Linked DNA regions of Ovis aries: region 2 is linked to region 1. Evidence: chromatin contacts called from public Hi-C data. All regions are on one chromosome and are shown on one strand. The core of a region is the stretch at or near the end of the contact, and the rest is flanking DNA. Distances in the headings are between cores, read along the strand shown. Region 1 overlaps PGS1 (phosphatidylglycerophosphate synthase 1). Region 2 holds the start of SOCS3 (suppressor of cytokine signaling 3).

Region 1 (2,818 bases), core at 222-2,721:
GCCTGCCACCCCCCAACACACACACACTCACACAGGGGCCACATCAAAGCCACGAGCTTGCCCATTTGTCTCGCTCAACCGACTGCACCCCGCCCCACTGGGCCGCTGCATGTGAGCAAGCACGCGGCTCACCTGACCACACGTCCAGACCCCGGGGGTGGGCAGGCCGGCCCCAGCGCCCTGCGCCAGAGGCCCTGTCCTCTGCAGGCAAAGCTCCCCACCTGCCCGAGGCTCAGCCTGACCGCCCCAGCTCTCCTTAAGGCTGGAGCGGGGCGGGACAGGCGAGATCTCCACCAGCGGCTACTATTTCCACTATTCTGTTTTCTTCTTCTTTAATTTTCGGCTGCTCCACGCAGCTCTGTGAGACTGTAGCTCTCCACCCAGGGGCTGAACTTGTGCCACCCGCAGTGGAAGTGCAGCGTCTTAGCCACTAGACTGCTAGCGGAGTCCCTGCTCTAGCCCTTCTGATGCCAAGAGCAGCCCCGTAAAGACGCTGGGTCTGCTCGGTGCTGCCTGTCCAGCTGTTCGGAGAGCGGACAGTGAGAGCCAGGACAGGGAGGCCCCGCCTGCACGGGTGACATATGGCAAGGCTGAGGAGGGCCACTTGCCACCCGGCCGAGGCCCCTGGATCCAGGTCTGTGGGGAAGGTTAGAGGGGCCTGGTCTGGCATGCCCTCAGTTGTAACATTTGCCTAAGCAGGGACCGCTCCCTTGCACGGCAGTCTACAGGTCGGCCACCAGAGGCGGACGGCCCAACTCGGCCTGGCCCACAGCTCCCCCGCAGGACCACTGCTTCTCAACGAGTTTTCATCATGGACCCCTGAAAGGAGCTTTTCAACCCCGCTTAAGGTGAAGACTGTTTTTTTCAGCACTCCCCTGGAGAGCCCGTCTCCAGCCTGTGGGGCGCTGTCCCTCCGGCTGGTCACGTGTGACACACACCTTTCTCATCCTTCCTCTGCCACCTCTGCCTCCTCCAGGTGAGTGCTTGGATTAGAGAGAGCGCACCTTTAACCTACTAACCACTCTGGGAAGGCCTGCTATCACCCCGCCAACTTCCCCGGCAGTCTCATCTGCACAATCTTTCTCCATCAAAAAGAAAACAGAAAGACCGTGAATGGTGAGACGCCACCGTTGGTGCGTCGTGATGGAGCAGGGCTAGTGGAGTGAAGGAAGTCAGGGGGACACCACACGGAGCCCCCGGCAGCCCAGGACAGGGGAGCCGCTATGAACAAGAGCCCTTCTAGACTGACGCTCGCCAAGTTAGGGGCTCTTAGGCTATGGGTCTGTGCCCTGAGGACAGCTGGGAAACGTGCATGCGGGGAGGCGAAATCGAGAGGCCCTCTTGAGCTCCTGACCGTCTGAAGCTTCGGCCAGACCTGCGCTGCCACTCAGGATGTCAGGGTGAGGACACAGAGGGTGAGCCTGCTGGGCAGGACTCGCTGTCAGGAAACCCAGCGCTCCCAGCCCAGCCATAAACTTGTTATCAAGCCCCAGGTCCTCATCCCGGGGCTGACCTTCGGGCCCAACCCCTCCATCCCACATTCCCGGAACCTCTGATCAGGGATAGATTCTGCAACAGGAATGACAGTGCGGGAGGGGAGAAAGTGCTGGGGAGGGCCGGCGGGGTGGGGGCGGGGTCGGTGCTGAACTTTAGCACCAGGACAGCAGGTCTCACTGCAAAGGGAGTGTGCCACGCACGAGTACAAGGTGACGACTCTGAGGCCGACGCCTTCCGCTGCCTCCCAGCTCTGCACCTAGACCTGCTTGAAGGAGGGGGACTGCGCGTACCGGCGGTCCCTTCGCAGGCCCAGCATCCTCCTCCAGGGGAGCCCAGTGGCCCCAGGCTCCCGCAGCCCTTGCTCACCCTGGGCTCCGAGCCCCTTCCCACCTCGGTGCCCAGCCTCCAACACCCCAGCCGTGGTCTTGGGGCTCCCTCCGCCCAGACCTCTCCTGCCCAGGGTCTCCGCTCAGTGTCACCTCCTCAGAGAGGCTCTCCCCGGCCATCTAACAGGCCCATGTGAGTCTGGAGTCCCCTCCTGCCCTCGTCTTCAGTCCTTCCTGAGATGTGACGCTGGATTTGGATGCATTCACCTGCTTACTATCTGCCTCCCCATGGACTGGACACCCTCTGAGGTCAGAGGCGCCCTGCCTGCTGTGCCCTGAATGCCGCCTGGCACACGCAGGCTCCCCATAAACACCTGTGTGAACAAAGTAGAATGAGGATAATAAAGCTTCTTCCAACAGTTGATTAAGTATAAAAAGGCAAAAGGCTTTGAGGTTCTAGAGCAGGAGCACACGAACATTTCAGGTTAGAGGCCTTGAGGAGCTCCCCAGAAAACCTCAAAATCCAGCACCTGCCACCTCTCCCCCCACAATACTCTGCAATGAATTTCAAAAGGTTCTCAGATCCCTGTAAAAACCACAGGGGACACAAACGTCACAGAATTACCCTCAGATGGACAAGCATCACCTGCTCTGTGGCCAGAACAGCTGAAACACCACAGGAGGCAGGAGGCTGGTGCCAGCTCGGTCTCAGGTGAGCGGCACAGCCCCCGGGCACACCTGCTTTCCCTGAGTGAGAGCCGCCCCACATGTGCCCAGCACACAGGGTGGAGCTGCCCCCATTCTCGCTGCAGGTTCACCCCGGGCACCGTGCCAAGCGGCCTATCGGGAAGGCAGTAAAAATAGTGACAGTTCTCACAATCATTAACAGACGCCTCTGTCAGCAGGAGCCAGCAATCTCTTAATCCGGGCCCTGCCCCGCCCTCGCCACACACGTTGCGCTGCTGTTCCTGCTGTTGTTCACATTGCCTCCAGAT
Region 2 (2,713 bases), core at 183-2,682, 38 kb after region 1:
CTAGCACATTTTGATGTGCAGAATCTTTTCTTATCTTTTTAATCTCAGATCTCTGATGGGAAAAGATTATTATTCCTGCTTTACAGAGGGCAAAGCCAATTTCCAGAGAGGCTGGGTGTCCTACCCACAACTCATTTACTCCTCTGACATCTGTGGGGAGAGAGGTGAATGCACGGAGGAGAGAGTAGCAAACCAAAGGCGCGGAGAGGTGCCTATCAGCTCCCAGAGACGCCAAGGAGCCAGGTCTCCGGAGTTTTCTTTCCCCCTCCCTTTCCTTATCCTCAGAGGCGGGGAGTCCGGGAAGAGGGCAGGGTCAAAGCTGTCAGCCCCTGCGTTCTGAGAGATGACAATCTAAGCGCTCCTAAACTGGTACTCAGGTGTCCCCAGCACCCCACTGCCTGTTTGGGGCGCAGAAAACTTTCCATCCTTCATAAAGCTGGCCCTGGTTAACCCAAACCACCCACATCCACGCCAACGTGACCAAGAACAAATCCGTTGTTCACCTTAAGCACCTCCCCTTCTCACCCCCGGGGGGAGATCGGACCCCCCACACTGGGGGAGCGGAGGGGGAATATTCTAGGCGGTAGGACTGGGTATCTGAAAGTGGGCTGAACTGAAAACTGCTTTCCGTAAATTCTCCTCTGCTGGAATTTTTTATTCCCAGGTCTAATTCCAGACTGTGATGTTAACTCTCCCTGGGTCCCCCACCCGCGACAAATTCCCCCGGCCCCAGCTCTTGCGCCAGCACCCCCACAGCCCCTGCGTTTCACGTTTCAGGGCTTGTGGAACTCCACTCCACCTCGCAGACCCCAGGGCGCCCTCTAGCGGACGCGGGGCGCGGGGTGGGGCCATCGCTCGCCCTCGGGCCCGTCCCGCTGCTTGAGGGCACCTGGCAGGTTCGGAGACTCAGAAGGGCCACCGCGATTGCTGCTTGCGTTTGTGTCTTTGGAGCGGTGGGAGGCGGCACTCATGTCGGCAGAGAACCTAGCAGGGGGCCGATGGACTGAGACCGGACAGCTGCCACGCAGGCGGCGTTCCTTCCACGCTTAGGACTCCCGGCTTCACCTCGGGGACAGGCCCACGGGTGACGCTCGCGCTTTCTTCCGCCCCCAGGCTTCCAGGTCCGGTCCTAGTTTCGAGGCCCGGCTTTGGGAGTGGGGGTGGGGTGTCCCCAGTTCCCCAGAGGCGGGCATGGGCCTCCTGGGGCCGCGATCGGAACCCCGGGCAGGAGCGGGTGGGGGCGAGGTGGGTGGGTGGGTGGGTTGCGGGGGGTCTCCCCGCGAGGTCCGAGAAGAGGGAAGAGGGGGAAGCCAGGAGCCTCTCCCTCTTGGCCTCCTGGAACTGCCCGAGCTCCGGGAGCGGCGCCCCCGCCTCTGCCAGAAACTGGCCTTCTTAGAAGGGAGGGGGAAAGTGTGAATGAGAAGTTGGGGGCGGAGCGCGCGCGGGGGAGGGGCCGCTGCCAGGAACGCGCCGCCGGGGCTGGCGCCGCGCCCGCCGGGCCGCCCGGGCCGCCTCGCGCCGCGCTTTGTCTCTGCGCGCGTCTCTGCGGGTCCCCGGCCCCGCTCGCGGCCCGCCCTCGGCCGCCCGCGGCCCCTCCCTCCGCTCGGCGCGCAGCCTTTCATTGCTGCGAGTAGTGACTAAACATTACAAGAAGGCCGGCCGAGCAGTTCCAGGAATCGGGGGGGCGGGGCGCCGGGCCGCGTATATACCCGCGAGCGCGGCCTCCGCGGCGGCTTCGACTCACACTCCCCGCGCCGCCGCCGCCGCCGCCACTCCGGCCCCGCACGCAGCCCGCCCGGCCCAGCTCCGGTCGCGGCCCCTCGCCTCGCGCCCCCTCACCCCCCACCGCCCGGCCGGCCCGGGGGCGCGCAGGGGGCAGGGCGGGCGCCCCGGCGAAGCCCGAGGGACGCGCGCGCGAGGCCCCTTTGTGGACTTCGCGGCTGCCAACATCTGGGCGCAGCGCGGGCCACCCACCGCTGGCCGCCGTGCCTTGGGGACCGTAGGAGGCGCAGCCCCGAAGCCAAAGACTTCGGTTCGGGACCAGGTAGGAAGGAGGGGCGCGGCGTGGAGCGGGGGGGCTGGAGGGTTCGCTAGTCCCGGGAGCTTTTCCCGGTTTCCCCTCCCCTTCCCGGGTCATTCCCGGCAGGGAGGGGACGAGATAGGGGGCAGAGTGGATGGAAGCCGGAGATCCCAGGTTCCCGGAATACCCAAACTGGGGCCCTCCGGCTTCTCGGGTCCCCTCCCTACCCCGCTCCACCCCCCACCCCTTGCCTCGGATTTCTTTCTCCGTCCCTGACCCCCCGGGGCCACCGGACTGAGCGGCGCCCAGAGCGTCCCGGGGGCCCTTCTCTCCCTCCCCACCCCGGCCACGCTCCTGGAGACCCAACTTCCGCGCCCGAGTTTCCCACTCGGCACCTTACCAGTGCGCGCTGGGGAAAGGGCTGCCTGGAGGCGGGGGCTGGGCGGGCTCCGTGGGGCGTCTGGGTCGGAACGGGGGCCCAGGTGAGCGCCTCCGGGGCAGCTGGTGTCCTGGCCGCTAGGCAGAGGCAGGGGCGCCGGGGCGGGGCGGGCGCGCTGGAGGGTTCCGGGCACTCACGCGGCGCGCGCCTTCTTCCCCGCAGCCCCCCGGGATGCGGTAGCGGCCGCTGTGCGGAGGCCGCCGAACAGCTGCAGCCGCCGCCGCCGCCGCGCAGCCCCACGCTGGCTCCGTGCG

Evidence for each region. Hi-C and Micro-C count contacts between places; a contact is called where the count stands out from the background.
Region 2: a contact with region 1 is called in a Hi-C map of liver, with 1.6 times the contacts expected there. The contact joins the promoter of SOCS3 here to the enhancer-like site in region 1. A contact is called at or near these places in 3 of 16 Hi-C or Micro-C datasets (blood and liver).

The regions. Positions count from the first base shown.
Region 1 is chr11:53,134,375-53,137,192 of ARS-UI_Ramb_v3.0, forward strand. All of the region lies in intron 7 of PGS1 (phosphatidylglycerophosphate synthase 1), which reads right to left. Among named protein-coding and RNA genes, the nearest start is that of PGS1, 23 kb to the right of the region's middle. Within about 2 kb of position 1,472, at least 8 of the 54 cell types and tissues checked have an H3K27ac peak or open chromatin away from gene starts, as enhancers often do. A contact at or near this core is called in liver, where this site is marked.
Region 2 is chr11:53,172,911-53,175,623 of ARS-UI_Ramb_v3.0, forward strand. SOCS3 (suppressor of cytokine signaling 3) reads left to right here and starts at 1,433. Exons shown (of 2, transcript XM_027974200.3): 1 at 1,433-2,044; 2 at 2,622-2,713. It overlaps LOC121820651 (a long non-coding RNA gene), which reads right to left and starts at 1,525. Exons shown (of 2, transcript XR_006061292.2): 1 at 1-1,525.